Regions from separate parts of the Mus musculus genome. Here all the other regions are linked to region 3. Evidence: chromatin contacts called from public HiCAR-type, HiChIP or PLAC-seq and promoter capture Hi-C data. All regions are on one chromosome and are shown on one strand. The core of a region is the stretch at or near the end of the contact, and the rest is flanking DNA. Distances in the headings are between cores, read along the strand shown.

What was found. HiCAR-type assays count read pairs that join an accessible place to other places. HiChIP or PLAC-seq counts read pairs in DNA pulled down with a chosen protein or histone mark. Capture Hi-C pulls out chosen DNA fragments and counts their contacts.
Region 1: a promoter capture Hi-C map of liver shows a contact between it and region 3, with 3 times the contacts expected there. The contact joins the promoter of Timm13 here to the promoter of Gamt in region 3. A contact is called at or near these places in 2 of 39 promoter capture datasets (liver and pre-B cells) and 1 of 9 other capture datasets (liver).
Region 2: a contact with region 3 is called in a HiCAR-type map of astrocytes, with 3 times the contacts expected there. The contact joins the promoter of Zfr2 here to the promoter of Gamt in region 3. A contact is called at or near these places in 1 of 39 promoter capture datasets (cranial neural crest), 1 of 115 datasets of contacts at active chromatin or transcription factors (astrocytes) and 1 of 9 other capture datasets (liver).
Region 4: a promoter capture Hi-C map of liver shows a contact between it and region 3, with 3 times the contacts expected there. The contact joins the promoter of Zbtb7a here to the promoter of Gamt in region 3. A contact is called at or near these places in 2 of 484 Hi-C or Micro-C datasets (B cells and CD8 T cells), 5 of 115 datasets of contacts at active chromatin or transcription factors (bone marrow-derived macrophages, fetal liver, fibro-adipogenic progenitors and 2 more) and 2 of 9 other capture datasets (liver and macrophages).
Region 5: a promoter capture Hi-C map of liver shows a contact between it and region 3, with 2.8 times the contacts expected there. The contact joins the promoter of Map2k2 here to the promoter of Gamt in region 3. A contact is called at or near these places in 2 of 39 promoter capture datasets (liver and pre-B cells), 3 of 115 datasets of contacts at active chromatin or transcription factors (cardiomyocytes, large pre-B cells and pancreatic cancer cells) and 1 of 9 other capture datasets (liver).
Region 6: a contact with region 3 is called in an HNF4G HiChIP or PLAC-seq map of pancreatic cancer cells. The contact joins the promoter of Tpgs1 here to the promoter of Gamt in region 3. A contact is called at or near these places in 1 of 39 promoter capture datasets (erythroid cells) and 1 of 115 datasets of contacts at active chromatin or transcription factors (pancreatic cancer cells).
Region 7: a contact with region 3 is called in an HNF4G HiChIP or PLAC-seq map of pancreatic cancer cells. The contact joins the promoter of Oaz1 here to the promoter of Gamt in region 3. A contact is called at or near these places in 3 of 39 promoter capture datasets (cranial neural crest and liver), 1 of 115 datasets of contacts at active chromatin or transcription factors (pancreatic cancer cells) and 1 of 9 other capture datasets (adipose tissue).

What each region holds. Positions count from the first base shown.
Region 1 is chr10:80,899,656-80,902,355 of GRCm38.p6, reverse strand. It overlaps Timm13 (translocase of inner mitochondrial membrane 13), which reads left to right and starts at 1,387. Exons shown (of 3, transcript NM_013895.4): 1 at 1,387-1,732; 2 at 1,806-1,874; 3 at 2,097-2,700. The coding sequence starts at 1,613. The coding sequence ends at 2,195. Lmnb2 (lamin B2) reads left to right here. Exons shown (of 12, transcript NM_010722.5): 12 at 1-993.
Region 2 is chr10:81,231,860-81,234,559 of GRCm38.p6, reverse strand. It overlaps Zfr2 (zinc finger RNA binding protein 2), which reads right to left and starts at 1,397. Exons shown (of 18, transcript NM_001034895.3): 1 at 1,318-1,397. The coding sequence starts at 1,370.
Region 3 is chr10:80,259,646-80,262,345 of GRCm38.p6, reverse strand. It overlaps Gamt (guanidinoacetate methyltransferase), which reads left to right and starts at 1,334. Exons shown (of 6, transcript NM_010255.4): 1 at 1,334-1,625; 2 at 2,433-2,578; 3 at 2,682-2,700. The coding sequence starts at 1,445. It also overlaps a transcript of Dazap1 not described here.
Region 4 is chr10:81,134,878-81,137,577 of GRCm38.p6, reverse strand. Zbtb7a (zinc finger and BTB domain containing 7a) reads right to left here and starts at 1,307. Exons shown (of 3, transcript NM_010731.3): 1 at 879-1,307.
Region 5 is chr10:81,104,578-81,107,277 of GRCm38.p6, reverse strand. Map2k2 (mitogen-activated protein kinase kinase 2) reads right to left here and starts at 1,363. Exons shown (of 11, transcript NM_001347144.1): 1 at 1,040-1,363. The coding sequence starts at 1,131. It overlaps Mir5615-1 (microRNA 5615-1), which reads left to right and starts at 2,605; the gene lies at 2,605-2,664. It overlaps Mir5615-2 (microRNA 5615-2), which reads right to left and starts at 2,662; the gene lies at 2,603-2,662.
Region 6 is chr10:79,668,053-79,670,752 of GRCm38.p6, reverse strand. Tpgs1 (tubulin polyglutamylase complex subunit 1) reads right to left here and starts at 1,314. Exons shown (of 2, transcript NM_148934.3): 1 at 970-1,314. The coding sequence starts at 1,307. It overlaps Madcam1 (mucosal vascular addressin cell adhesion molecule 1), which reads right to left. Exons shown (of 5, transcript NM_013591.3): 5 at 2,211-2,516. The coding sequence ends at 2,386.
Region 7 is chr10:80,825,243-80,827,942 of GRCm38.p6, reverse strand. It overlaps Oaz1 (ornithine decarboxylase antizyme 1), which reads right to left and starts at 1,287. Exons shown (of 5, transcript NM_008753.4): 1 at 1,038-1,287. The coding sequence starts at 1,183.

The DNA of each region.
Region 1 (2,700 bases), core at 138-2,637, 640 kb before region 3:
ATTCACAGGCTTCTCTGGTCCCAGATTCTGAATTGTTCTAGTCCCTTCTAAAGCGGAGGACCAAGGAGGAGCGAGTTCACACATGGGACGACGCCTCCCATCCTAAGACTGAAGGGGACAGGCAAACCGTGGGCGTTGTGCCTTCAGGAGCAAAGGCTGCAGGTTCCCAGCCAGTGACTGCTCACATGAGTGTGGCCACACTAGCTATGCTCCTGGCCTCTCCTGTATGAATACTGTGTGGCCCCTCTGTGCCCCACCTCGATGGCAAGGCCTGGAAACTTGCTTCCCTGCAACTTAGTGCCAGGAGCCAGCCAGTTTCACCTGTCACCTCCCCACCACTGACACATGGTATTTTTTTAAAGAATATTTATTTTTTTACATCGGTCAGTAACGCAGCTCACTGGGATGATGCTCTGGGGGTTCAGGCCTGGAGCTGCCACAACTGGCAGCTTCCTTTACTGAGCTAGGGCGAGTTCTTTCTCTCTCCTGGCACAGCTGATGGTAGGAAGAGTCCAGGCCTAGTCTTCCCCCAAGGCAAGAGCTCTTGGCCACAGGATGCCACCACTGCCACCAACCTCCAGAACCCACCAGCCACCTCCTGCTTCTAGATACCTCCGTTTTCTTTGTGACCGGCGTTGGATCCTGGATAGTTATGGCTGGCTGCAGTCACTGCGCAGCTCTGCTGCCTTGCCCACAGGGCAGGTGTACTCTGCACTGGAGCTAGCTTCCTTGTATTTGAGGAGCAGGTCTAGAGTAATCTGCAGGTCCTCAGGGGTCTGTTTCTGGCCCTGGCTAGGTGAGATGGTTACCGGAGTGGCACTGCTGCTGGGGAGCCGCCGGCACTGCGCACATCGCTCAGCTCTACAGATTGTTTCTTTTATAAGATGCATGCCAAACGTGTGTTCCACCTTTTCTTTTACGCCTATGATTTGTAATATACATTTTACAACTGGAAACTTTTGTATACTCAAATAAACATTGACTTTAACTGCAGCCTCAGAGTAGATCTTCAGATTAAGATAGGAGCAGCAGGCTGGTAAGATGGCTCAGTGGGTAAGAGCACCGGACTGCTCTTCCGAAGGTCCGAAGTTCAAATACCAGCAACCACATGGTGGCTCACAACCATCCGTATAACTTTAAAAAAAAAACATATTAAAAAAAAAAAAAAAAAGCAGCGAGGATTTTATATTGTACGCATGCGCAGCGGGGAGGTCCAGGACAAAATGACCCTGGTCCAGCCCTTGCCAGGGCGTCAAAAGTCAGTGGGCTCACGCGGGAAGTTGCACAGCCTTCTGGGAATTGTGGTTCGGGTTTCCTTCCTTTCTAGAAGCCAAAGGACAGTGCTTAGGGACGGCGCGCACAGCCTTGTGGGAGCAGGAGTTTGCAGTTTCCCATAGAGCCTCCGAGGTCAGAGTGCACGGCGCGCACGGGTTTGTGGGAGGTGTAGTTTAACTTGTTTCCATGGTGACTCAGGCCGCAGCTTTGTCAGACTGCTGACGACGCGCGCTGCCTTGTGGGAATCGACTCAGCCTCTGTTTCCCGTGGTGCCCCGGCTTGGCTTCCGGGGCGTATGGTCGGTGTGCGCGACCGTGGCCCGGTTGACTGAGCAGCCATGGACAGCGGCTTCGGCTCGGATTTTGGCGGCACGGGTGGCGGGAAGCTGGACCCGGGGGCCATTATGGAGCAGGTGAAAGTGCAGATCGCCGTGGCCAACGCGCAGGAGCTGCTCCAGGTGCGGGGCGCGCCGGGGTTGGTGGCGGGGTTCCCCGGGTGAGTCCCCGCTGAGACCTCGCGTGTGTCCACAGAGAATGACGGACAAGTGTTTCCGGAAGTGCATCGGGAAGCCCGGGGGCTCCTTGGATAACTCGGAGCAGGTGAGACATCTCGGGAACCCGGGGTGGTGAGGGGCGCGGGGTCAGGAGCGTCTAGGAGGTTGAGAGATGTGCGCGTGCGCGGCCTCTAGCCTTAGCTACTGAGGAAGTTGTGCGCGTGCGCGGGGTGAGGACCCGGCTTCTGTGCCTAGATCGGTGCAGCCTTCATGGGTGATCCTCGGGTCGTGTGACCGTCAGTCAGGGATCCCCCTCCACGCTTTGCAGAAATGCATCGCCATGTGCATGGACCGCTACATGGACGCCTGGAATACCGTGTCCCGCGCCTACAACTCTCGACTGCAGCGGGAACGAGCCAACATGTGACCGGGACCTGTGCCTCGGGACACCGTGCTTATGGTCTGAACTGTTTTCCCTGCCAGTTAGGGTGTCTCCTCCTAGCCGCCCTGAAGTCTGGCAGCATGGAGGGCTTGGGGATCGAGGCCTCTCCCCTGGGTTGCTGCGTCCAGCTCAATCTCAGAAGAGAGTGAGGACCCGACAGAGCACAGGGATCTGGCTGGCCCCACTGACCTGTGACCTCAGGAGAGCAGGCCAATAAATCGCTGCTGGGGCAGTAAAGCAGGCGTGTCACCTCACTGCTTCAGGTCCCTTCCCCTGAGTAGGCCCAGACCTCCCAGGGTATCTTTCCCCTTGGGGTCAGTGGGCTGCTGGCTCTCAGGGAATTCGGAGCATGATCTCAGGTGTTTGGTCATCCCGGGGAGACCAGCCGAGGTTAAGAAGCAAGGCTTCATGTAGCCTTCACCTATCATGCATGAGGCCCAGGGTGCTGACCTTAACTCTGAATAAACCAAGTGTGGTGCACACCTGTCTG
Region 2 (2,700 bases), core at 148-2,647, 970 kb before region 3:
GGCTCTGGTCCTGGGTTCTATAGGACAGCAGGCTGAGCAAGCCATGGGGAGCAAGCCTGTCAGCAGCGCCCTCCATGGACTCTGCATCAGCTCTGCCTCCAGGTTCCTGCCCTGTGTGAGCTCCTGTCATGGTGATCTGGAAGTGTGAGTCACGCAAATCCTTTCCTCCCAGCTTGCTGTTGACTGGAGCGTTTTCTTTTCTTTTTTTTTTTCTTTTCATCATTTGTATATTTGTGTGTGTTGTGCTACGGCAGTGGACTTGCCTGACTTACAGACCTGGAACTCTGGTCCCCACAGTGACCCTCTCACCAGCTCTTGGCCCGGGTGTGTTATCACTGCAACTGTAACCCTAACCAAGCCACTGAGTGAAGAGGACACTCGTCCCCAGCCGTCAGCCCCCAACTCCTCACACACAGCCAAGCGCCTTCTCTCCACTTGGCACGGACATTATTCATGTGGCCTTTTATTTAGAGACAACATCTCCTTTAGTTCTTCAGCCTGGCCTCATACTCACTGTAGCTCAGGCTAGCCCTGAACTTAGACACACACACACTGCCTCAGCTTCTCTCTTCAAAGATTGGATTGGAAGCCTGTGCCACTTGCCTGTGCTTTACTGACTTCCAAAGACCAGAGGCTCACTTTACCCTGCCTAGCTTAGCCCCCCATCCATTAGACACAGAACCCCAGACCCCATCCTCGTCTGGAGAGCCCCCCATCCATCAGGGACTGAACCCAAATTCATCCCTGTCTAGAGGGTAACCCATCTGTCAGACACCAGAACCCCCAATCCATACTCACCTGGAGGGTCCCCCATTCATCAGGGATTAGAACCCCCAATTCAGGCCCATCTGGAGGGTCCCCCATCCACTAGACATCAGAACCCCAGACTCCATCCCCGTCTCGAGGGTCCTCCATCCATCAGGAACCAGAACTCTGACTCCATCCCTGCCTGGAGGATTCCCCCATACATCAGACACCAAAAACTCCAATTCTATCCATCAGGGGCCAGAACACCCCACCCTATTCCCGCTTGGAAGGTTCCCCAAGGTCTCAGGTCCTCTCTGAGGTCAGTCCCCTCCCCCAACTCTGTCCTCCATCCTCGGTCCCCACCCTACCCATCCAGGTCGGTCCCTCCTAGGCTAGCCCTATCCCCACGGGGTCCCCGCCCCCACCCTGCCTGTCACTCCCCGGACTCCCCGCCCCGCCCTCCCGCGGACCCCAGGGGCCGTCGCCCCGCCTCGGGCCCGCCCCGCTCCCCGTGACTCACGACCGAGTCCCGCGGGGTTGGGGCGCCTCGCCGCCCACGGGGCTCGTTACCTGGACGACGGGTTGGTGCCCTGCGCGAGGCCGGAAGAGCTGCTAGCCGCCATGTCCACGTCCTCCCGGAGCCCACGGGAGTGACGTCAGGGCCTTGCCCCCGACGCACCGCCCCGTGCTCGTTCAAGCCCCGCCCCTGCTCGAACCTGCCATCCCTAGCCCCAGAGAGCCTCAGCCTGTCTCCGCCCACCGGCCAAGCCCCGCCCCCTACGGAGGACGCCTAACTCAGGTGCCTCTATGATGATGAAAGGACATCTTAGGGAAGTCGGTTCTAGACCCGGCCTGCCATCCGCCACGTGGAGTCCCAGGGATCAAGGATCAAACTCCAGTAGTTGGGCTTGGCGGCAAGCCCCATCACCTGCTGATGTACACTGCCACCTTCCTTATCTCTTCTTGGACGCAAGGCAGAGAGCTGGCTGATTCTTGAGAAAGCTTGAGAAATTCCAAGGCTGAGAGAGTGGGTGGGTGGCACGTGACCATCCTTGACCTGAGCATGTGTGGCCTCCAAGGCTTAAGGCTCTAGGTGTGTAGCCCACGTCTTTCTAGAAGGCAGGGGGACTGTGGCAGTTTCTCTTGAGTTACATGTGATCTTTTCCCCTATTATTTATTGCAAGCCCTGTGCCCTTGACTTTTGCCTCTGAGAGTCCAACTTCTGACGTGTTCTAGAAAGGTGCAAACTGATTTATCAGTGCTAAAGGAAACACACAAAATGGAGTAATAGCCCAGAAAATGCAAGGAAACCCAGACACCTATTCCAACATGGATGGATGGCCCTTGAGGACAGCATGTCAGCATGAGTCAGACACAAAAGGACACTCGGACCAGGATCTCACTTCCAGGAGGTTCCTGGAGTCCTCAGACTGACAGACACAGGAAGTAAGATATAAGAAGTAGGGAGGTGATGGGCATAGTGTGGGTAGATGGAAGGTTCTGAAAGTGGGTGGGAGTTATGGCCGCACCGACAGGTGAATGAGCCTCGTGCTCAGTGAGACAGTAGGCACGCATTTCCATGGTGGGAAATGCCTAGAACAAACCTGTTGTCAGGAAGAGAGAGCCTATGTGACCTATACTCACATGTACACTCGTATGAACGTAGGAGATCCGAGAGTACTGACAGTACAGGCAAAGGCCTTGTGGCAGGAAGGAACTTGATGTGCTCACAGGATGTGCAGAAAGAACCTTGGAGATCCACTACTATGTGGGGTCTTATATTAGTTACCAGGAAAGATAAGAAACTGAATGGAGGGGGGTTAAACCCCAAACATTTATTCTCTCACACTTTCAGGGACCAAAGTCTGGGCGATTAGTTCTTTATGGACACTGGGGACATCCTTCTCTGCTCTCTTTTACTTCTGGTAACGTCTGGAAATCAACTGCAGTTCT
Region 3 (2,700 bases), core at 85-2,584:
TCTCAATAGCAAGCTCCAGGCCAGTCAGGAGCTCCTGTCTCTAAATAAACGGATAAATAGAAATAAAAAAATCAACTTGGGCCGGGCCTGGTGGCGCACGCCTTTAATCCCGGCACTGGGGAGGCAGAGGCAGGTGGAGTTCTGAGTTCGAGGCCAGCCTGGTCTACAGCGTGAGTTCCAGGACAGCCAGGGCTACACAGAGAAACCCTATCTCGAAAAACCTAAAAAAAAAAAAAAAAAAGAATCAACTTAGAGGAGCATCGTGGACGACACGCTGAGATCAGGAAGTTTCACAGCCTCTTCAAACAGTAAATCCAGTACCCTTGCGAGCCAGCCAGGCAAATGCAGAAAGTCAAGCCTCATTCCAAATGTGGTGCCAGGGAGCTTGCCCCGCCCCTCCAGAAGCCACAACAGTGCACGTGCCAGCATATGGTACTCTCCATGGCACTGGGACCACTGGTAGTCTCTAAACGTCCCTCCTTGCACCGCAGGCACTTCACCCCTCATGGCTCCAACTTCCTGCCTAGATAACTTGGCCCCGCCCAGGTCCGCAGGCTCCGCCCCATTCATAGTAAAAGGATGGACTCAGCTGGACTCCACAATTACCCTATCCTCAGGCCCCGCCTCCTTGGCGCCAGCCTCAGCTCTAGCGGAAAGCTAGGCCCCGGATCCTGTTTTGCCTCTACCAGGCTGGGCCCCACCCGTGAAAGAAGACTAGGCTTCGCCAGTAGCAGAACGCTTGGATTTCATCCTATCCCATAAACACCTACCCCATGGCTCTGTCCTCATCCGTAGCAGAAGGCTGGACACCACGGTCTCAGCCGGCTGGCCCCGTTCCTTAGTTTCGTCTCTCATACTTAGCAGAATGGTGACCCCACCCCATTGCTCCGGCCCCGCCCCTAGCAGAAGGCTGGACTCTGTCCTACCATACAGGCTCCATCCTGTATGGCTCCTGCCTGCATTCCTCATAGAAGTCTGGATTCTGTCCCAACCCACAGCTCTGGCCCCATCCATAGCAAAAGATTGGACTCCTCCCCAGCCCACCAGTGCAGGACCTATCCCATTCCGTAGATCCGCCCCTCAGAACTTTACTTTGGGCTCCAGCGAGTAGCCCCGACCGTGAGCACGCTCCACCCTGTCCCTCAGCTCCATCCACCCAGGCCCAGCCCAGTGCCAGGCTGGACCCCCTCCCAGAGCAAGGGCCAACCCTCTTCTAATGACTGGACCCACCCTAGCCCAGAAAAGCCCCGCCCCAGCGAGTAGGCCCCGCCCACACGGCTCAGCCACGGAGTTCTTTAGGGCGCATAGGCCCCGCCCCCGCCTCAGGCTCCCACCCACTTGAGTGCAAGGCTAATCTCTGTGCAGAGGCACCGCCCCACTCCGCCTCCACCGGCCCCGCGGCTCCGCAGCCCTGCGCTCCCGGCCTGGTTTGCACAGCCTCACCATGAGCTCTTCTGCAGCTAGCCCGCTCTTCGCGCCCGGCGAGGACTGCGGCCCCGCGTGGCGCGCGGCCCCCGCGGCCTATGACGCGTCTGACACGCACCTGCAAATCCTGGGCAAGCCAGTGATGGAGCGTTGGGAGACCCCCTATATGCATGCGCTAGCGGCGGCTGCTGCCTCCAGAGGTACTCTGCCAGAGGAAACTGAGGCTGCAGCTTAAAAGAGCAGGAGCTCCCATGCATGTTGCAAGTCTCAGTTTCCTTGCCTGAGGCACTGAGCTGCCTTGGGGCTACCTTGGTCGGGAAGGGAAGGGTATTTGCAAAAAGTGGACGCAGGAAAGAGGTCCCGGCTCCGAACTGGAACTTCCTCTCCCAGGGAAGATTTCTACTTCCCGGGGCTGGGTCTTCGGACCACAGTCGAGTGGAACTTAATAGAAAGAGCGAGAAAGAGCAGAGGGGCGTGAGGCTTGTGCTTGTCGGGAACCTCCGAGTCTCCAGGGGCTGTTGCTAAGAATAGCTTGGGAAAACTGAGCAGAGAGGCAGCTGTCCCGGTGCTGTGGCCCTGAACTTCTGTACAAGGGGTGGTGTCTGAGGCACCCCAGCTTCAAACAGGGCAGATGGGCAGTGAGTGAGTGGACTTCAAAGTTCACCCAAGGCAAATGAGGACTTGGTATTAGGTGCAGAATGAAACGTGGAGGGGCTGCAGGTGTAGAGCCTCCAAGCCAGGCTTGGCCCTTTCTCACAGATTAGAGCACAAATCGCGTGGGCAGGGGCTCAGAGTCCAGGGATCCCTGGGGCCAGGCCCTGGGCTCCCAGGCTAGCCGCTCTGATTGGCAGCTGGCCCGAGCCCACACTCTGCTGTTACTTTGTTCTGTCCACCCACATGGTCCTGCTGGCTGGCTGGCTGGCTGGCCTTGAGGCAAGTGTGAGCCAGGCCTCACATCTAAGTCCCCCTCCCCCACCCAAACCAGCTGTCATGTTTTGTCCTCCTAGGGGGCCGGGTCTTGGAAGTGGGCTTCGGTATGGCCATTGCAGCCTCCAGGGTGCAACAGGCCCCCATAGAGGAACACTGGATTATTGAGTGCAATGATGGGGTCTTCCAGCGTCTACAAGACTGGGCCCTGCGGCAGCCACATAAGGTACCTTCTGCCGCTGGGGTGCAGACTGGGAGTAACCCTCAGGGCTGGGAGATCATGGGGTCCCATGTGACCCTCAACCTCTTTTGACCCTCTCCTCTCCAAGGTTGTTCCCTTGAAAGGCC
Region 4 (2,700 bases), core at 58-2,557, 880 kb before region 3:
CCTGCACGCAGGCCCCGCCCAAACGCAGGCTCCACCCCCATGCAGCGCCGCGCCGGACGATTTCTAGTATCCATTGGCCCTCAGGTCTGCCACTCACCGCCCCTCCTCCGCAACGCCCCTCCCTGACCCGCCGCTATCGCGAGGCACTCTGGGATTTGTAGTTTATTCTCCAAGGCCACCTTCCAAAACAACAAGCACTGAAGATAAGCGAAAGAACTACAGAGCCCAGGAGAACCGCGACGACGCGCCCGCCTCCCAGACACTCCACCCCTCACCCCTTCCCTCCGCCTCTCTCGGGCCTTTTTTTTTTTTTTTTTTTTTTTTTTTTTTTTTTTTTGCAAAGCCCCCCTCCCTGTTTTGTCAGCCCCCTCCCCCCCTCCGCCAAGGCGCTCCATCCTGGCCAACTCCAACGTCTGCGCGCAATCCCGGATAGGCCTTCCCCGCCCCCCGCTTGCCCACTACCACTCGGAAAGGGGAGCGGCGCGCCCCGGGCCCTATTGCAAACTTAGCACGCGACGCACCCCTCAGCCCCCACCTTCGCCTTCGGTGAGGCCCGGCTCCCCTCCCCCGCGGGCCGCGCGCCGGGAACCCTGAGGCCGTGCCGCCCGAGTAGGGAGGAGGGATCGGGAGCGGGCTTGTGCCCTTCGCCCCGGAGGGACCCGGGCGGAGCCCCCCCGCCTCCCGACTCCTCTTCGGCTCTGGCCGGGCAATCTTGGTCTCCAGAACCCCTGAGCTACGGAGGCGCCCCAGATCCCCCATCCAGTCCGTTCCGCTCCGTACGGGCTCTCGGGGTGCGCACTGCGCCCCCGGCCGCGTCCCCACCCTGCAAGGAAATTAAAAAGGAAAGAAAGGAAAAAAAAAAGAAAAACAAAACCCACCTCTCCGGGAGAGGAGTCCCCTTCAGCCCGGGCAGCTTACCTCGCGGGGACCCGAGCCCGGAGGACGCGCGATCGGGGCAGCCCGCGGCGCGGACCTCGCTCGGGCGGGCGGCGGCGTCACTGCCCCTACAGTAGCCGTACAGTACGCAAAGCCCCGTATGATGCTCGCGACTCCCTTCCTGGTTTGTCCGAGGGCAAGAGGGGTCCTCCCTCGTCTTAAAGGTGCCGCAGCGCCGGCACCCCCACGCCCAGCCCGCCCCCCCGGCCACCGCGGCCAGAACAGGCTCTGCAGGTCGGCTCTTGCCACGTCCCGCGGGGCTGCGCCGCGAGAGCAGATCGGGCTGCGATTAGGGATTTGGGGGTGCCGGGCGGGCGGGGGGCGCAGCCCCGACCCATCGGCCCCTCCCCTGGCAAGCCCGTGACCTCTCCGCCCCGTGCGCGGCGCCGTGCCAGCCTGCTGGCTTATCTACGGCCCGGAGCACCCCAGGGTGCTGGGGGCGGGCAAGAGGGGCCCCTCGGGTTCAGGGGGTGGGGGCCGCAGATAAACAGCCCCGGCCTGTGCGCGCAGGGCGGGGTTCAGGGGGCGCGGGCTGTGCCCCCGAAGCCCGGGGCGGGGCGGGACCGGGTTGGCAATGGGGGCGGGAGTGCGGTGCGCACCCGGAGGACTGGGTGCCGGGGCGTAAGGGGCCCTCTGGCCCAAGGAGCTGAGATGAAGGCGAGGAAGTGACGGTCCCTTGCCTCACACCTCTCTCCAAGGCCACCAGGGCGCTGCCATGGTACCGCATCTCCCTTCTCTGAGCCTCAGTTTCCCCAAATAATGCAAGGAATCGAAAGGAGAAGAAAAGGTCTGTTGCAAGGTCGGCGAGGTTGCATCGGCGCTCCTGTCATCCTTGGCCTCAGTTTACCCAAGTAGTGCAAAGAACCCAGGAAAGGAAGAAAAAAGATCAGAGTCTGCATTTGAGCTCCAGGTCCCCTAACCCCCACATAAACCTCAGTTTACTCAAACTGCGAGGAACCCAGAGTTTGCAAGTACAGCTAGGTTGCTTTAGAGTGTCGGGTCTCCGTCCACCCCCGCCCCCATCTGCGCCTTAAATTACCAAAGCCATACCAGGGACCCCCCAGGGGAAGACTTGCAGGGCCGCGAAATGTCAGCTGAGCTCGGGGGTCCCGCCCTCACCGGTGCAGCCAGCCAGCAAACCTGCCGCCCCGCGATTACATAAAACAGTCGCCTCCACCCGGCTGTGCCAGGGGCGTAGCGCGGGGAAGGGGTTGGCGAGGGGCGGGGAAGGACGGTTGTTTTCCAGGCCTTGTAATTTTCCCCGCAGCCGGCTGGCTGGCCCGGCTGGTGTGGGGCGTGGACCCGGACCCTCGCAGGGGCGCCGCACAGCTCCGCAGGACAGAGGTGGGAAGTAGGAAAGTGCGAATCCAACCCTGCGTTTTCTGTTTTCTTTCTTTCTTTCTTTCTTTTTTTTTCACCCCCTTGTCCTTTTCTCTCCCACTTCCTCTCTGGTCGTGGGAGAGGTCTGGAGAGGGAGGGGAAGGCAGAGGAGGGGACAGGCGACATCCCGGTTCACCAGGCCTGCTGGGTTCGGGTTCCAGCACGCCACAGCCACCAGACGACCTGACTGTGGATCTGGCTCTGGGGAGGGGGCGGAGCGGGGAGTTAGAACCAGCGCCTGGCCTCAGTTTCCCCTTCAGTTCCCCTTCGTATGGAGACTGGCCATCCTTGCTTTAGCTTTAAGTGTGTCTGTCACAATATGAGATGTCAGCCTCCAAATGCCCGGTCCTTAATTTAGTTATTTTTCATTCATTGTTATTTCTG
Region 5 (2,700 bases), core at 114-2,613, 840 kb before region 3:
CCACACCCATCTCCAAGGGCACTGTCCACTTTCCACTAGGTCACCATGTACTCCCCAAGCCAGGCTCTCCCCTGCACCTCCCCTTGCTTCTTCCAACAGGTTCCTTCCCTCTGCCCCTGCAAGGCCAGCCTTGCCTCCTCAGACAAGTCATGCCTTCAACTGCTCCACTCACCTGGTACCCAGTCTTAAGCGCTAGGCTAGGCTACCCCGCACGGCCTCTGTTCCTCTAACCATACCACACCTCACACACACACACCCGGAAAGCCTCACTGCTCCCCTGATTCTCCTGGCCACCTTCAGGACGTCTTCTTTCTTGGGTCTCCAATTGCCCTGCCTCTCTTCAGGCCCCTCTCCTTACTCCAAGTCATACCTCTCTCTAGCTCCCCTTTCTTGGTCCCAACACCTGCAGGACCTGCCCCCCTCTTGTACCCACGCCGCCCCCTTTGCCCCCTGTTTCCCCTTCAACAGCAGAGATTTTCCCAAAGCCATTCTCTCAGATCCCTGCACCTTGTCCCCATCCCTACCCTGCCTCAGGCACTGCTACTCTCCAGACCAACTTTTCTAAAGCCAAGTTCCGGCCGAGGCCCCGCCCCTCTACGCTCACAGGACTCAGGGCTCTCCCCTTGGGCCACGCCCCTCTCCCATCTGGCCAACCTGATAAGACCACCAGCCTCACTGCTCTGGCCCCGACCCCAACCAGGCTTTTGTTCTAGTCCTCAAAGGCCACGGCCCTCTAAGCTCACAGGCCACTCACCTTAGACCACGCCCCTTTCCCCGGGCCAAGCTGACACACCACGTGACTCACCCAACTGGCCCTGCCTCCACCCCCCCCCCCACAACCCCCTCCATGCCCGGACCCCCAACCAGGCTTTGTTCCAGCCCTCGAACTCCACGCCCCTCTCACCTCCATCCACACCATTCTCAGGACCAGCCCCTGTCCTCCCGGGCGCTGCTATCCCTTCAGACCACACCCCCACTTGTGGTCACGCCCCCTTCACGCCGAGGCCCGCCCCTGTCCTCACACGCCCCGCCTACTCACTCAGAGGCGCCCTCGCTGGTGGGGGACGGGCCCTCGGCGATGGTAGGGTTGATAGTGAGTGCCGGTAACACCGGCTTCCTCCGGGCCAGCATCGGGGCTCCACGGCCAGCGGCGACGCCTCAGCCGGGGCCCATAGGGGGCGGCGCGACGCGGGCCCGGGGCTGCGGCCTAGGCCGGGCAGAAGGTGGAAGGCGGACGAGCCCGGAGCGCCGGGGCGAGCAGACCGACGCCGAGGCCGAGTGAAGCTGACGCTGCAGCGCAGCCGGGAGGTCGGGGAACAGGGGGCGGCCACAAGCTCGCAGGCCGAGCTCTCGCGAGATCTTTTTCTGCGAGGTCCCGCCCTCAACCGAGGCGCATGCGCGAGGTGGCTCCCCGGCCTACTGTAGAAGGGCAGAGGCGGACGCTGTGTTTAATGTTTGCGGCGGTGCAGTCGTCTGTCTGTACGATCAGCTTCCCGGGGTCGGCTGCGTGTGCGTCTCAAACGCGGGTGGGGTTACACACGGCAGGACCGCGAGGAGACAGACCTGCCAGCATCAGTCGACTCAGACTTGTTTAGTTTCATATATTTTCCTAGATTTGGCCGCTGGGACCGTAGGCCTGAGCTACCTTACCTGCTTCCTGCTTTGCTGCGGCCCCGTGTCCTATAGGCGAGAGCGCTACCCACTGAGCCCTACTTCCTGCTGTTTGTTTTGTTGCTTGTTTGTTTTTGTTTTTATTTTGAGACAGAGCCTCAGTACCCCACCCACACTGTTCTCGAAGTTACTGTGTTGTCCAGGCTTCACCTCCACTCCCTGCAATCCTCCAGTCCCAACCCCTAGTGTTTTACTGTTCTGCAACAATCCCATAGCCCTACAGACCTTTCTCACGGCCCTTCATTGAAGCTCGGGTATGGGTAATACATAAATTCCCTTGGTCCCCATCCCTGACGGTCACCATTTCAGTGTGTGAATCCGAACACTTCTTGTGGTTAGGGTCACTTATGTCTGGCTTGTTTTTCCTTTGCCCTCAAGGTCCATCCACAATGGTTTGGATGGCAGGGCTCTCGTCCTTTTCCTGGCCAAATAGCATTCCATTGTGTAGACATACCACTCAGGGCTGGTTCTTTGTCCAGGGTCACACTCTTGGAATTCAGAGTGTACAGATACATAGTAAAACCCCTGCTCTGGGCTCTTGAGCAGGCACATGGAAATCAGACTTGCAGGGTCTTGCTCTGCAGCCCACGGTGGCCATGAAGTTTGTTCTGAGTGACAGCATCTCACAAGGAAGTTCTCCGCGTTTTTTTACCTCTCAGATGGTAAAGATGAAACCCACCAGGGAGGCAAGCAGGCTTTCACCTGGCTACAGCCTTTATTCAGTTCAATGACTTTGAGAATGTATTTTTTTGTTACAATTTTGTGAGAACAAACCATTTTATTTTTTTAAGGTTTATTTACTTATTTATGTATGAGTACACTGTAGCTGTCTTCAAACACACACTAGAAGAGGTCATCTGATCTCATTACAGATGGTTGCGAGCCACCATGTGGTTGCTGGGAATTAAACTCAACACCTCTGGAAGAGCAGTCCTTGGTTGTTTTCTGAGACAGAAAAGAGTCTCATTTTCTGTCTCAGAAAACAACCAAGGACTGGGGTGTAGCCCAACAAGGGACCACTTTCTGCGG
Region 6 (2,700 bases), core at 65-2,564, 590 kb after region 3:
TGATACCTTCAGTCTCCCACTCACATACCCCAATGCTGTCCTAGCTGAAGACTGTCCGTCTACATTCTCGCTGGTTTTCTCCCTTTGTGCCTGTACCCCTCCCCTCTAGCCACATGGGCCCGCCATGCTCCACCCTTCCCTTCTTGGCTACCATCTTGGATACTGAGCCCCTTCCCTCTGGTGCAGAGATGTCTGGTCTGCTCAGCTGGAAATGTATGATCTCTGGACTTTCACTTCCCTAGGGAAGGCCTGAGCTACTGTTGCCCAACGTCTTCCTCCTTGCGGCCCCCTCCCCTGCTCTCCTCCCTGAGTCTTCCTCCAAGCACCCTTTGGAAAGCCACTCCCATGCTGAGACCCTCAGGCATTTGGTCACCCCCTGGCTGATGATGCCCTACTGATCAGCTTCCCTCATCCACTATGCAATGAAAAAGCGTCCTTAGTCGTCACCTACACTGGAACTACTCCCACTGCGGAGCTCCCTGCAGGGTTCACGTCAGGCTCTAGACCAGCCTGTGCTCTGCGTGTGCATCTAAGGAACTTCTGTCTGGGGCCTGGGGCCTGAGTACACAGGCTGTCCATCTCCTGGACAAGCACCACACTATTTATACTACCTTGCTGGGCTTCTTGACCTCCCAAAACCCTTGGCTGCGAGGGCAAAATGGACTCGGGTTCAAAAGCAACCTCCTCCAGGCCGTAATCACCTGGAAGCTCATGCAATAGATGGACGATGGATTACAACCCCCAGCACTTCCTACCCGGACCACAATATCCAGTACACCCCGCGCACACTGCAGGCGAAATCGATGCGAGGCGTGCCGAGAACCTTAAACCTGCCTCAAGCCGACCAGACCCGGGAAAAGAGGAAAGACCACTACTCCCGGAAACGCCCCGCGCCGGCGGCGAGTTGCTCCCGCGCGGGGCCTGTCGGGAATTGTAGTTCTGGTACCCCCGTCCGCCATCGGTCCGCACCTCTGCGAGTGGTGAGCCAGGCGAAGGTGCCACAGCGCGCGGCCCAGGCGCTGTTGCTGCAGGAGGAGCTGGCCCGGGGGCTCCCCGGCGCCTCCGTTGGTCGGCGAGCGTAGACCCATGTTCTCGAAGTAGTGCGCCAAGAAGGCGATGGGCTCCTCGGGCCGGATCTCCAGCACCTTTAGGAGGGCTGCGCGCAGCATCTCCGTCACGCCGAGCTGCCGTAGGAAGTCCTCCTCGCTCTCAGCGGCCGCCGCCGCCTGAGACACCGACGTCCGGCCACTGTCCGGGAAATTGGCCGCTGGTGCTACTGCCGGCCGCCGTTTCTCCACTGCCGCCATCTTTGTTGGGGGCAGCGGGACCGGAAGCGCCGCCATAATTCACGGCGCGATGAGGCGCCTTCCCTCGACGACCATTTTTGTTAAGGGCAGAGGCAGCGGCCCCCCTCTCTGAGAATCTCGATAGTAACAAGCGCAAGCGACCTTTTCCCCCTGTGCCCCTGGCTTTCTCTGTGTGCGTTTTCCTGCTACTCCATGACTGCATCTTCTAGCTTCGGTCTGGAATTGTGAGCTTGCCAGACTTCAAAATGGTCCCCCAGGAAGGGCTTGGTTTCTGGCTTGAAGCGCGATACCTTGCCATCTTGGTAGTGGGCAAGTCTTCCTAAGCATGGTCTCCTAGCAACCAGGCACCCTGGGTACCAGATAAACCCCGCAAAGCTCACCAGGAATCTAGGGCTGAAAGCGGAGTTCAAACCGTTTTCTGCGTTTGCTCCCAGACTCGGCCTGGGCTCTCCCGGGTTTTTGGCCTCACTTAGTCTCCTTCCGAGCGTTAAGGTGCCTGAGCGGAGTTGTCACCAGATTCCTTCCTTTCCCAGACTGTTACCATTTCTGACCACCAGAGGGGGGTGCTCTCTTTGCAATTCTGAACTGCTGTGGCTTTCTAGTATCCTCGCATGTCCCTTTTCTGTGTTATCTTTGGCTCTTTATCTACTGACATACTTTTTATTCCCTTGTCTGGCATCCATACCGCTCTTCGTGTTTTCCCAGGTTACCCCCCAAGTACTTTTTCTAAGCCACTGGATATCTCCTTAGTTACTCTTGTTAAATGCAGGCATTTCCCAGCCTAGTATCCTGTTGCTCGACCTACCAAAGAAAACTGGGATGTGTGACTGTCTCCAGGGACTCTGGCTGTAGGGATAGGTGATGTACAAAGCCTTCCTATTCACAGTACGAAAGAATATGCCAGTGGCTAGATACGGGGCTTTTATTTAGCTCTGGGCCAGCAGGCAGAAAAGCCCAGAAGTCAGGAGAAACTTATAGATGTGCTGACCACCAAGGAAAGAGGCCACACTATCATCTTGATGCCCCAAATCCTGCAGCTGGTCACTCTCTGCCTCCTTTAGTCTGGCATAATGGAGCTTCATAGGTGTGTACATGAGCTAGTGTCTGGGCGAGGACCTGGCCGGTAGCATTTCCACAGGCGGTAGGCAAGGAAGACCAGTGCAAGCAGCCCCAGCACCAAGCTGCCAATCCATAGGACGACGGTGGAGGCTGAAAGAGTAGGAAGAGAAAGGCTGCCATCAGTCCCAGTGCCTGTGGGCTCCACAGAGGGAACATACATAGGCCCTTACAGTTTAAAAGTGGACTTAACTAGCCAGCCTCTACTTGGGTAGAAAACAGCCACCCAACCAGACATACTCAAAGACAGCATGGAAGAATGAATCTACTTAAAGGG
Region 7 (2,700 bases), core at 38-2,537, 570 kb before region 3:
GACAACCCCAAGTCTCCTCTCTTCCCTACTGCCACTCTATAGGTGTCTGCACAGCCTATATCCAAAGTTCCTACCACCTATATCGACGCCCTTCCCAAACCAGTCCCCATTCTGAACCCTTCAAGTGATACCCTCCATCCCACCCACTGCAGACTTTTAACTGCCAAGTGGACCAGGGATTAAGGTCACCTCACATCATACTCACCACACCACACCACCTCCATGTCCTCCAACATAGCTCTGTGAGCCCCCAAGCCTGACCACTTCCAAGGTCCTAATTCTGACCCAAATCCCTCCAAAGTATTAGAGCCCTCAACACGCAATCACTAAATCCAACCTAAACCTCATCCCAGCTTCCCCACCTGTGACTTCCTAAACCGACACAAGCTTCTTTCTCAACACCCCAAATCTGATCCCATACTCTCCCACCAAGAAATGAGTCCTCAACATGTACCCAAGAATATAATAGGATTCCTCCCCAACAGCACCCAAAATCCCAGTATTCTGCAAAGAACTCCAAACACCGGGACGAGCCCCACCTCTACATAGCATACGATTTATTACCCAAACGCCCTACAGGTAACCACAAACACTTCGCCACCTGACATTAGAACTAGCTCACATATCCGAGAGGCAGACCCCAAATTCGAGTCTCCAATCTCTTCTCAGATCCCTCCCCAAATCTTAGGCTCAACTCACAACCCCCGAATCCGATTCGAACCCAAAATCGAATCCTACATTTTCGCGAAATGTTCCCGGTCCTCCAATCAAACCAAACCCTATTCCTCAACCTGAGACTCCCTAATTCCACTCGAATCCCAAATCCGAGTCCGCGACCCGCTCCACAGGCCCCGCCCCGCCCCGCCCCGCCCCCTGCGCGATTGTGGCCGCCACAAAGGGGCGGATCTCGCGCTGCCGAGACTTATCTGGCGCCGGAGGCCGACCCCGCTCCGGGCCTGCGCGTCCTGCGCTGCCCTCTGGGGCCTACGCGGACGCTGTTTCTGGAAGGTTCGCGGCGGCGGGGGCAGGGCTCTCACCTCTCGCTGCTGCAGCCGCCGCGGCTGTGCTGACTAAGAAGCGGCATGGTGCGGCTGGCGTGAAGCGTGGCGCTGCGTTTGTCCCCTTCCTTCTCTCTGGCGAAGCAGTGGCTGTTGAGGATCCGCTGCAGGGAGGATTTCACCATCCGGCCGCTGGGGTCCGAAACCAGCAAAAACCTCCGCTGCACTTCCCGCGCCGCCGCCGCTGCTCGCCGTTCGCAAAATGGCGCCGGCGCCGACGCCCACTTTTATATGCGTCGTCACGGCAGGCCACGCCCCCACACGCAGGCGTAAACGCAGCAGTGTGAGGCGACGGAGGAACGGGGTGGGGCCACAGTGGCAGCCCAAGGAAAAACCAAATGCGTCCCACCTACTCCGGCTTCTGATTGGCGAGAGTAAAAAGACAGACAGAAGGTTTCCGTTGATGATTAGTTGGCGATAGGAGAATCCCGGCCCCGCGTGTTTGCGTCACTCTGTGGGAGGGAAGACAGAAAAGCCAGACGCGTCCCGCCCCTACAAGGCTCTGATCGGTCAATGTAGAAAAACGGACGTATTGGCCCCTTTGAGGATTGGTTGGAGTTCTGACAAGCCCGCCCTCGAGGCTTTATGACGTGAGGCGGAGGCGGGGCTTCTGTAGTCGCCTCCAGGACGTAAACCCCCATCTAGCCCAGGCCTCAAGGCTAGGACTCTGCGCCTCCTCTAGTACCTGTGGCCCTTCAGTTTTGTCATCTGTCATCCTTTCCATCTTAACCATTATGGTCCCACTCATGGGACGCCCCGCTCCGGGAAGACTGTCAGGACATAACTGTCAAGGGTACCTGAGGCTGACCTAGGCGGTTTGCTTGGTGCCCATCCCCCACGCGGCAAAATTATTCTAATGACCTTGTAATAATGGGTAATAGATTGGGACTCTTTGTTTTAAAAGCAACTTGCTATTTAAAAGAAAATCTGTCAAAAGTTAAGTATCCCAATCTAGAGAAGTATTTTATGTCAAATTGGAATTTAAACAACTTTTCTCATAGACTCAGCTTGAAGGTTTCCTTCATCCCAACCCCCCCTCCCCCGCCGCCGCCGCTTTTTTGTTGTTGTATTTTGATTTTTGTTTTTTGAGACAGGGTTTCTCTGTTTGCCTGCCTCTGCCTCCCAAGTGCTGGGATCAAAGGCGTGCGCCATCACTGCCCTGCTTACAATTTATTCTTAAAGAATTTCGTATTCTTTTTCTCTTTATGGGTTTTTTGTTGTTGTTGTTTTGTTTTGTTTTGTATGTTTTGTTTTTGAGACAGGGCTTTTCTGTGTAGCCCTGGATGTCCTGGAACTTACTCTATAAACTAAGCTACCCTCAAACTCAGAGATCTGCCTGACTCTGCCAGCTGAGTGTTGGGATTAAAGGCCTGTGGCACCACACCCTGCTCTTTCTCTCTCTCTCTCTCTCTCTCTCTCTCTCTCTCTCTCTCTCTCTCTCTCTCTCTCTCTCTCTCTCTCTCTCTCTCTCAAGATTTACTTATTTTATTTATATGAGTACACTGTTGTTGTTTCTGGTCTTCAGACACAGACCAGAAGAGGGTGTGAGATCCCATTATAGATGGTTGTGAGCCACCACGTGGTTGCTGGAAATTGAACTCAGGACCTTTGGAAGAGCAGTCAGTACTCTTAATCTCTGAGC